Regions from separate parts of the Hordeum vulgare genome. Here region 2 is linked to region 1. The links are chromatin contacts, called in public Hi-C maps. All regions are on one chromosome and are shown on one strand. Each heading gives the region's core, a stretch centred on a gene start, on an enhancer-like site or on the middle of the called end of the contact. The rest is flanking DNA. Distances are from core to core; before and after follow the strand shown. Region 1 holds the start of LOC123445807 (probable anion transporter 2, chloroplastic). Region 2 has its middle 9.7 kb from the start of LOC123445839.

Region 1 (5,833 bases), core at 447-2,946:
GGAGTTTGAGGGGAGGTCGTTGGATTGCTTGGATTGATCTAGTCAAGAGGCTAATGGAGGTCACCTTATTAGACGAGGCCGGTAGACTTCATTGGAAGCTATCAAAAAATGACATCTTTTTGGTGAAAACGATGTACTTAGACCTCATTGATTCTGGATCAATCCCAAAATTGATTCATAATTAAAAGATTAAAGTGCCTTTAAGAATCAAAATTTCCATGTGGTTCGTTCACAAGAAAGTGATTCTTACTAAGGATAATTTGGCTAAGCTTAATTGGGCTGGTAACAAAAGATGTAGCTTCTGTGATAAGTCTGAGACGATCAAACACCTCTTTTTCGATCGCCCGCTGGCAAAATTATTATGGAGTTCGATCCATATAGCCTTTAATATCACGCCTTCAACTAGCATTCAGTCGTTGTTTGGGACGTGGCTAGGCGGAGTAGATATCTGTACGGAGAGATAGATTCACATAAGAGTTTGTGCGTTACTGTGGGCTATATGGAACTGTAAGAATGACATGATCTTTAACGGGAAATATCAAATCAATTTTTTGCTGGTTTTGCATAGGGCAACGTCTTTGATCCGTACTTGTTCGCTACTCACTACTGCGGAGAACAGAGATTCTTTGGCTATTGGATCTATCCAATGAAAGATGATAGCTCAGGATATTTTCAATCGGTTTTGATGACGGTCTAATAATAGAATAACCGGATAGGTTTCTAGTCTTATTGTACGTCGGTTGTCGCTATTTATCTTTTGAATTTTCAGCTCTTCATAAACTTGTACTGAACTGTAGATTTTTTCAGCACTTTAAATAAAGATGATCTTGCATCTTTCTGATGCAGAAGGCGGAGATGGGCCTCCTTTCCTAAAAAAAATAGCATGCGTTTGAAAGTTGCGTTTGGTGCCCAAAGCAAAACCGAGCCTGTTTCTAAAACCAGGCGCACCGCTGCCCTGAATCTGAAATGTCAACATCTAGGACCAACAGTCTAGTGGACGATTTTACTGTTTTAATTCTTTTGACATAGTTTAGCAAGATCTAATTTTGTTTATAATTTTTTTATCTAATTTTTTCCTACCGTCATCCGCTATGACGAAAGACATACACCCCCTATTACCGTTTCATGTGGCGGTAGGGTTCGGATCAACACATACGACGTCTTTTAACTCCGTTGATGTGAATAAGTGACTACTGTCATAAGAAATGATAGTAGGATGTATATGCCTACCATCGCAACAGGTAGCGGTAGGGTGTTCAGATAGTCAATTCCATCATAGAAAAATTAAGTGTGTAAACGCCCTACTGTCACATGTTGTGACGATAGAAAACTACACCCTACCGTCACTTTCTATAATGGTACCTATTTATCCACGTCAGCAGGATCAAACGATGCCGTCTGCGTTAACCGAAACTATATCGCCACACAAAGTGACCCTATAGAGTGTATGTCTATCGGCACAACGATAGAAAAGAATTAGATCCGATTTTTTTTTCATAAACGGATTTGGATCGGGCTAAACTATAAAAAAGAGAGTCAAAACGGTGAATTTGGCCCAGTCCAGTCTTGGTTAGCAGTCTTGTTTTCCATTCTCAATTTCTCATGGAGCGGTCGCCATCGAGCTCCCTGACTCCTCCTCCTCCTCCTCGCGTCGCCGCTTTGGCTCGGGCGCCAGCCGGGTAGGTGGCGACTCGGCGCGGCACACGGTAGGTGCCCACCGCACCGGCCGCGCGACGGCGCCACCCAGCAGCAATTGCCTTGACCATTCCCCCCCTAGCCGATCAGCGCTAGCTAACAACCCCGCCCGCTCCCACATCTTCTGGGATCCGCAACCTACCACCTTTCGTCCTCCCCGAGGTCCCAAATTTATACCACCAACCAACCCAGTTGGTCAATCGTACTACCACTTGTCTGCCTCGTACTCCTTAATTACCATGGCATACACCAAGCATCTTCCGGTCTCTGCTCCGCCTCTCTGAGCACGCCCGGTCAGCTCCAGTCACCTCCTCGCGCGGATCATGGCGTCGGTGAGATCCTGCGTGTCCGTCAAGCCGGCCGCTGGCCCGGCCAGGTACAGATCCGCCAGGGTCGGGGCCGTCAGCCTGGAGCCGACAAGGCTGCGGATATCCGCTTCTTCTTCTTCTTCGTTGGGCTCGGCCGCGGATGGCTGCGGCAGAGGCGTCGGCTGTGCCACTGCCAGTAGCAGCGGCAGGGGCGACGCCGTTGTCGGTTTGGTTGGGGATGGCGGGAGGGCGAGGAGGCGGGGCGGGCGGGAGGTCGTCGCCACGTGCAGCGCCAGCCTGGAGGGGGTCCGCCATGGCGGCGCGGCCGCCGCCGTGGCCAGCGTGCCGGCGCTGCCCGAGCGGGCCAAGGTTGTGGCGCTCGTGGCGGCCGTCATGCTGCTCTGCAACGCCGACCGGGTCGTCATGTCCGTCGCCGTCGTGCCGCTCGCCGCGCAGCACGGCTGGTCCAGCTCCTTCGTCGGCATCGTCCAGGTACGCCCGCCCACTCCTTGCCATGTTAATTTACGCCTCAACATCAGCAGAAAGTAAAGTGAGGGTCATTTTGCTCTGACCTTAAGCAAGAACTCGGTAATGACAAAAAGGTTCCAACCATTAGTTGAGTATACATTTCTTATACCAAAAGTCCACTATGCATGATGTATCAACTTCAGATTGAGCCATGGGAACGACCGAAGCATTACATTCTTTTAAGCCAGGCTGCCTGATGGAACCAAGTTAACACCACGAGCTCGTGCTACACATGTCTATACAATATGGTTCTTGCAGGGGCCTTCATATAGGATATTTCAAGGGTCGATTTTGCGACAGAAGCCAAAAAATTAGCAAGCAGTACATGGGGATAAGTCAGCAACTTGAGCTGCTATTGTTTCCTGATTTATAAGTACAATGTTTAAATTTGACAATTGGACACTTGAAACATCCAATCTGATGGATGATATGCTACATGAACTGTATCAGATCATTACAACACCACTGACTGTTGTTTACCTCAATACCTGGTTACTGGGACCAGAAAGATTGATTGCATCAGTTGCTACTCCTTAAGGCTTAAACACCATTGCACAACCATTACTAGACGTCATTCAGCAAGTGTATGATGATATGATATATGAACTAATGCAGCATGCATATTGTGGTTGGAGATTCGAATACTTCAGCATTTTTAACAACCATTAAGCATGAGTAACTAGACGAGAAAAACACAGAAAATTATTGATATCCATTAGTGCATGATTGTTGATGTTCCGATTGATTGACTCGAGATTAAACTTTCCCACCACTGCTGCAGTCATCATTTCTATGGGGGTATGTTTTCTCATCCATGGTTGGAGGAGCTTTGGCGGACCGATACGGGGGGAAGAAGGTGATGGCAGGTGCTGCTGCACTCTGGTCCTTGGCCACTTTCCTCACTCCATGGGCCGCCTCTCAATCCGCCACTATGTTGCTTGCTGTTCGTGTGCTTTTTGGCGTTGCAGAAGGTGTTGCATTTCCGACGATGAGCACTTTCTTACCAAAGTAAGTAGCTCATATCACCCATTGAATTTACTCAGCATGGACATTTAAGTACTCTGCTCCAAGCAACAGTAATCTCAGATGCCTAAAGCAGAGCAGACAAAAGCAGTAACCTTCACCAACGCTTGGAGCAACATAAGCCGATATAATCTACTTCTTTGAGATCAATCACAATAGTGTACTAAAGCAGCAGCAATTAATTTAGATCGGAGGGAGTAAAACATATGGTGTTAGAAGAATTAGTTTAGCTCTGCATTCAAGTATGCTTTGTCTCATAGTTATACTTTTGGGTATGTTGGCCAATGATCATATCAGTAACCAATTACTTACAGAAAATGAAACATTCACTACATATATTGATGCAATCAAACTTAACTTCAGTTCAGGCTCTTAATTTCATTTTTGAACATGAAACAGGTGGTTCCCAACACATGAACGTGCCACTGCTGTTGGCCTTTCCATGGGAGGATTCCATCTTGGAAACGTCGTAAGCTTCCTGGCAACACCGATCATCATGTCACATATAGGCCTCGCCGGAACATTTGCCTTCTTCGCATCACTTGGTTACTTGTGGCTCTCTGTATGGCTGTTGAATGTAGAAAGTGACCCTATCGACAGCCGTACTATAAGCAAATCTGAGCTGCAACTAATTCTAGCTGGACGAAGTAAATCAAAAGTCAAAGGCAGCAAATCCCCATCTTTAAGAGAAGTTTTCTCAAAGATGGAAATGTGGGCCATCATTGTAGCTAATGTGATAAATAACTGGGTAAGAATGACCGACCAGCAGAACTGAAGTTTTGAGATACTGTATCTAGATATTAACATCTGGAAATTCAAAATACCATGCAGGGGTATTTTGTCCTACTATCATGGATGCCGGTGTACTTCAAAACGGTATGTCATCTAGTCTTGTAAAATCATTCTAATAGGTCTGCCTCGCTACTCTGCTATAAGCTGTTGTTCCTGACTATTATCCCAACAGGTATATAATGTCAATTTGAAACAAGCTGCATGGTTCAGCGCCATACCTTGGGGCGTCATGGCTCTATCAGGATATGTTGCAGGAGCTTCTGCAGATTTCATGATCAAATCTGGCTTATCTATTGTGCGAGTCCGGAAAATTATGCAGTCAATTGGTTTTATTGGGCCAGGTGTGTCGTTGCTATGTTTAAGATTTGCCCAAACACCATCGATTGCGGCAGTTATCATGACGGCCGCCTTGGGTTTGAGTTCCTGCAGTCAAGCTGGGTACTTCTGTAATGTACAGGTAACTACTGTTCATGTCATATCATATCCTGATCATATCATCTCTACTCAGTGCCTGTTCTTCTTCCGGATCAGTAGCTCCACTAACAATCTGAATGTGTTTCCATTATTTTCCATCAGGACATTGCCCCTAAATACGCTGGATCCCTACACGGTATGTTCGCAAACTTTTTTTATAGCATCATCAGTAGACAACAAGATCCATATTCCTGCATTGATGAATTAATTCTTCAGCCCTTATATCGGCATCTCTTGTGCTGCTTGGACAGGAATGACGAACGGCATTGGGACGGTGGCCGCCATAGTAAGCACGGTAGGAGCAGGATACTTCGTCCAGTGGCTGGGATCCTTCCAGGCCTTCCTCACCCTAACGGCGGTGCTCTATTTCAGCGCCACTGTCTTCTACAACATCTACGCAACAGGAGACCTGATTTTTGACTGAGCTGAAAATTATTTTTTCCGTCTATAATGTCAAAATGTAGAATACAGCTTGTAAAATGTCTCTCTGCGCCCACCGCGCAGAGCAAAGAAACGAATATAATCCCACCGCGCAGAGCAAAGAAACGAATATAATCAAAATTGATTGGTTGGTTCATTCATATTAGACTGACCGCAACCATGGTGGCTTTGTATCAGTAGAAAAAGTATGGAATGCAAGAGAATCTTTTCAACAAAATTATCTTTCTCTTTCTTTTAGTAGCAAGAAAATGTACGAGCAATTGGTAACCATGTTGCCCCTTACACTACTTTCACTCATTCTTCCATTCAGGTTACAGAGTTCAATAGTCTGAACTCAACAATCAGGCAATATTTCAGGCTTTATATATAAAGCCGGGCATGTGCATTCCGTTTACGAGAGTGGCAGCTCTCATTGTTCTACCTTTCCTGCTTTCCATGCCTTTTCTTAATACAAGCGCCGCCGTCGCCGGGGAGCTTGCCTCTGCGCCCGTACACCTCAGATCCTGGGGGACGAGATGCGCGCGCGGGTGGGGGTGGGGGCGGGGGAGGGGTGACTGAGGTGGGAGGATGGA
Region 2 (5,328 bases), core at 521-3,020, 330 kb before region 1:
GGCTGAGTTTTTGTACAATACATCCCGCACTCTGCATTGGGCACTACTCCCTTTGAAGTTCTCTATGGGCATGCGCCACGACACTTCGACATCATCGATCATGTCGCCTGCGCATCCCCAGATTTGGCAGACTAGCTACGGGACCGCGAGCAAATGACAACCCTAATTCGCCAGCATCTTCTTCGAGCTCGTGAGACCATGAAGGATTCGGCAGACAAGCGTCGATCGGATCGGGTTTTCGCTGTCAATGACTGGGTATTTCTCAAGCTTCAACCATATGTGCAACGCTCCGTCGCCACAACGCTCAACCAGAAGCTGGCTTTCCGTTACTTCGGCCCCTACAAGATTATCCAATGCATTGGCGTCGTGGCTTACAAACTCCAGCTGCCTGCTTCAAGCACTATTCACCCGGTCTTCCATGTGTACCAGTTGTAGCAGGCTCTTCCCCCAACAAAACAAGCCCGGCAGCAGCTTCCAACGACAACATCAGCAAGCGCGCAGCCGGAGGAAATCCTAGAGCATCGCGTGATACGACGAGGCAACCGAGATGTTTCCGCAGATCCTGGTGCGCTGGGTCGAGCCGCCACCAGACTTCGCCACCTGGGAAGGCACTGACGAACTTCGCCGTCACTTTCCTTGGGCGCCAGCTTGGGGTCAAGCTGTGTCTCAAGGGGGAGGGAGTGTTACGACCCCTGCCTCCCTAGGCCCGCCTACTGTCGGTGGCCCCGCTCCAACGGTCGTCGCCACTGCTGGGCCAGAACGGCCTCGTCGACAAGTGAAGCCCAATAGCCGCTTCGCGGCCCAAGTCTGGGACACCGCTCGTTAGGTTAAGTAAGTGTCGATCCCTCCTGCGTGGGGTGTGAAGAAAGTAGACTGTAGCGGCGGCGGCTCTTCTCTCTCGAATCCCCTTCCCTCTCTTTCTCTCCAAACTCTGATTCGGGCCGAACCTTGTATGAATGTGTGATTGAGAGTGATTATCTACTAGGATCTTAACAATCCAGGTGTAGTTCGGCTTGCCATGCTCACAGGTGGCTACACTACGGTTTGGTAAAAGTGTAGGAGTATTTTCTTACGTCGTTTTGAAGACTTCAGCCATGTTTTTATCTCGTCATATTATCATCATTTCCAAATTCGAAGATGACTTCGGAACTAGTGCGGTTTTCACCATTTTCCGTGAAAGCGTCGCGGGGAAGTCTTGACCTGATGTTACCGGGTGGGGAGGAGCGGTGACGCGACGGTTCACCGGGAGGAGCTCAGGCTGGTCACAATGGGGAGGAACTTAGCAGTAACATCACACACTCCAATACAACTTTGCTTATGTGGCACGTATTTAGTGAAGAGAGAGGTGCTTGTGGTAACTAGCTAAGTTACCGGAACATTACACACTCCAAGAAACAATGAGTCTATAGCCTAATAAATGCATTGTTGCATGACACTACATACATGTTACTCTCCATTGTGAAGGTAGGAACATAGTTTAGGAAAGCGTGTAGTTTCCTGCCTTATGTTACTCTCCATTGTGACCAGCCTCACCCGGGCCGGGCGTCCCGTCATGCGGCGATTTCATAATTCAGACGCACGGACGTGTGGGGTTGCAGGAATCCTGGTTGTCTCGTCCCTAGCGCTGTGCGGTGTCGGGTGGCGATTGAGGAGGGTCACGCTCGCCGGAACCCTCATAATTAAAGTAAAGCGGGCGATTTGGAGCCGGAGGAGGACGAACTGGTGTACCTTTCAGATCGGTTGTACTCGTTGTACAAAGCTGCTCCGGATTTGCTGCGGCTGGCGATGCACCTGGGCTGCACGTCACTCCTATATGCGGCGGCGTAGAAGATCCGGGACTCAAATGATGGGTCCTTGGGGTGGGGTCTAGTTTAACTGGAGCAGTACGGCTTTACGATCTGCTGCTCGTACTTGTGTTTCCGGCCAATGGCGAGCCCTGCTTACAGCTAACAGCCCGTGGCACCAATCATTAGTTGATTAACAAGTCGTGACAATAGACCTAAGCAGCAGCGGCTAACCACGGGGAGACACGTAAACACCGTACTCATCAACGGCCCATTTAGGATCTGCATACAGTACTACATTTCCCAAAGACACGGCTTAAACAATCACCCGTCCGCCCAATCGTACGCCCATGACGGCATGGCACCTCGCGACCTGCGCTCCGTACTTTTATCCTACTCCACGCAAAGATTTCTGCGTGAGCATCGAGCAATGCCTCCCTCGCCCAATGGAAAACTCTTTTGACCATGGCCCATCCTTGTACGTATTTGTATTACTACTGCAAAATAGACTTTTTTTTAGAAAATGAGGCGTTGCCCCAGCCTCTGCATCATCGAGTGATGCATGCAGTCATTTTATTGATAACCTAAAAAGAACTGCAAAAATAGACTATCAGTGGGAGTATTATATTTGCGCTAGACCCCAGTTCCGTCAGTTGTCAGCAATGGCTCTGCGCCAATAAAACGTTGTCAATTCCGAGCTGTCTACAATTATTGGGTCCATTTATTATAAGTTCATTGTTGACCGGGACAAAGTGTTAGGTTCTTTCAGGCGCATGCTTGACTCGGAGCGCAGAAAACCTTTTCCCGCGCCTCCTTTTGGCAAGGATCCAGCGGCAAACGGGCTTGCTCTTTGGGGAAACGAAGGGATGCCTCCATCACAACACATGACCTCACATGGAAACCGAACGCGCGATTTTGGAAGCATGCAAGCTCCATTGCCATTGCCACGGAGAAAGAAAGTAGGACAAGAGACCCGTCAGCAAGGGGAGGGAGATTCCCCTCCTTTTTTATTCGGAGAAAAGTGGCTTTGCGAGGAGGAGGGAAAACAAAATGTGGCCAAGTTTCCCGTTCTCGGGAGAAGGAACAAAGTAGGGGGAATCTCGCGCTGGGTTGTTGGCATCGGCGACGAAGACGGTTGATGCGGTTGGTCGTTGCGAGCGTGGTGCAGAGCATCTGCCGCCGTGTGATGGTAAAATTGCTCATGTGGGAGTACTATATGCGGCGTGCTATTCTAAATATACCTTTTTCTAAAGCTTTTACTAAAAGACTACATACAGATGTATATAGACATACTATAGAATGTAGATTCATTCATTTTACTTCGTATGTAGACCCCTAGTAAAATATCTTAAAAGACTTATATTTAGAAACGGAGGGAGTAGTATTTTATGAGTTTCTTCCGGGTTGAAGGTAGATTTCACGACAAAGCACGTTGCTTAGCCTTTTTTTTTTCTTTGAGAGGTAAAACATGGTTTACTTTATTCAAAAATCGTAGTTTCGGGGAATGATTAAATTTACGCAAAAAAAAATACAGGAATGATTGAAGGATCATGACGGAAGCCCGTAGTATGCTTACCAGCTAGCAGCCCACAGTTGTTGCAAGGATTGTAAGCCCATATATGGGAAATGCATTAGAGCACCCCGGGTATCACGCACCACTATATGAAAGTAATATTGTAAAAATCATTAAAAAAATCTGAAACAACAAACCTAAGTGTCTGTTGTACACCCGTGTTCATTTTTACGGGGAATGAGCGCCCATGGTATCCGTTGTGCTGGATTTTACGATCCGACATATGATACATCTGACTTTTTTTCTATACATATATTATTTTGTCCTTTTTACTGACATTATCACGGGCATCCTTTCCCCACGAACCAAATACGGGTGTACAACGGGCATCCATGTTTCAAATCCTAAAATTTTAGAATTGTTAAAAAAATCATAATATATGTTTTAATGCTATATTCATATGGGAGCGTGTGGCATCCGAGAGCCACAAATTCTCTTCCCATATATATTTTTCCTTATATTTCTAAATATTCTAAATATTTCTATTATAAAAGTCAATTTACACACAGAATTTAGAAAATGTTAATCACACACTTTAGAAATCGTAAGCTTGTATAGAGACGTGTTTCTAACGTATTAAAAAAAAAATGTGTACGCAAAATATACATCCAAAATAATATATGAAAAAATGTTAATCATGTGTTTATAAAATGTTAAACATGCATAAAAATTACTCCTTATGTGTACAAAAAATGTACAATGTGTATGTAAATAATAGACATCAAAATATATATATTAAAAACAATGTTAGGTATGTATTTAAAAATTGTTAAACATGTATAAGAAAATCTGATGTATACACAAAATATACAATTGTCTATGCAAAAATAAAAAACCTGAAAACAACATGTTTGAACAAAAGACAAATACTGGGCTTTGAAAATGTTAAACGTGTACATAAAAATCTCTCTAATGCATACAAAATATTAACAATGTGTATACAAAAAGTATACAAAACAATACATATTTGAAAAATGTGTGCATAAAAGATGTCTATATGCATACAAGAAATATTGAATGTGTCTGAAAAAAATATGTTTGAAAAATATACTAATCATTCATTTGAAAAATATACTGATAATTTATTTGAAAAATATACTAATTATTTACAAAAATGTTTTCGTGTATTTCAATAAAATATTAAACATGCATAATAAAACATTTGTACTCTATATGAATCAGAAATAAAAAAAGATAAAAACAAAGAAACCGATAAAAATGAGAAACAAAAATCAAAACATAGAAACAAATACTATGAAAACCGAGAAAGAAACAAAGTAAACCAATGAAAATCATGTAAGTAACAAAGGAAAATGTTGAAATAAAGAAAAAGCAAAAAAACACAAGAAAGAAGAAAAGAGAAATGAAGAAAAAGAAAGAAAGAAGGATAGAAAAAAAAAGAAATAGTAAAACAGTGAAAGATATGTAGAAAATCATGGGAAAAACAGAAAACAGAAAATTCAAGAAAAAGGTAAAAATTAAAGGAACTAAAAAAAACGTACATCGACCACTGCAAGCGAGGGTATCGATAAAAAACAGCTAAAAGGAAGATGAAAATGGGTTGTTCCAGCACTGTAATGCGGCGAAAATGCTTCAAGCGAGACAAAAAGCCACACTCGCCATCAGCGAGATATACATCTGGACAAGTTTATATCTACATACTTTATGTTTCAAGAAAACATAGAGCGGCTGCTACTTGGACGGCCCACTTCTTTTCTAAGTCACTCATTTCCCTCACTTCTGGTTCGTTGGTTTTCTACTAAAAGGCCTATTGGATTTGTTTTGACATATGTTTTAAAACTATAATTAACCATCCCCCACAAAAATTATATCACTAGAAAATACTGTTAACTAATCCAAAAATATTTGCGAAATATAAAAATGTTCTCAAATATAAGAATTCAACACAAATTAGAAAAGAGGGTACCAAAATTCAGTATTTTGTTAAAACTAATCCATGCATTTAAAAAA

What was found. Hi-C and Micro-C count contacts between places; a contact is called where the count stands out from the background.
Region 2: a contact with region 1 is called in a Hi-C map of leaf, with 2.6 times the contacts expected there. The contact joins the enhancer-like site here to the promoter of LOC123445807 in region 1. A contact is called at or near these places in 2 of 6 Hi-C or Micro-C datasets (leaf and seedling).

Annotation. Positions count from the first base shown.
Region 1 is chr1H:466,701,910-466,707,742 of MorexV3_pseudomolecules_assembly, reverse strand. It overlaps LOC123445807 (probable anion transporter 2, chloroplastic), which reads left to right and starts at 1,696. Exons shown (of 7, transcript XM_045122810.1): 1 at 1,696-2,495; 2 at 3,313-3,539; 3 at 3,954-4,302; 4 at 4,386-4,430; 5 at 4,519-4,803; 6 at 4,923-4,956; 7 at 5,072-5,478. The coding sequence starts at 2,019. The coding sequence ends at 5,244.
Region 2 is chr1H:467,031,548-467,036,875 of MorexV3_pseudomolecules_assembly, reverse strand. No RefSeq gene overlaps it. Among protein-coding and RNA genes, the nearest start is that of LOC123445839, 9.7 kb to the right of the region's middle. Within about 2 kb of position 1,770, at least 3 of the 3 cell types and tissues checked have open chromatin away from gene starts, as enhancers often do. A contact at or near this core is called in leaf and seedling, where this site is marked.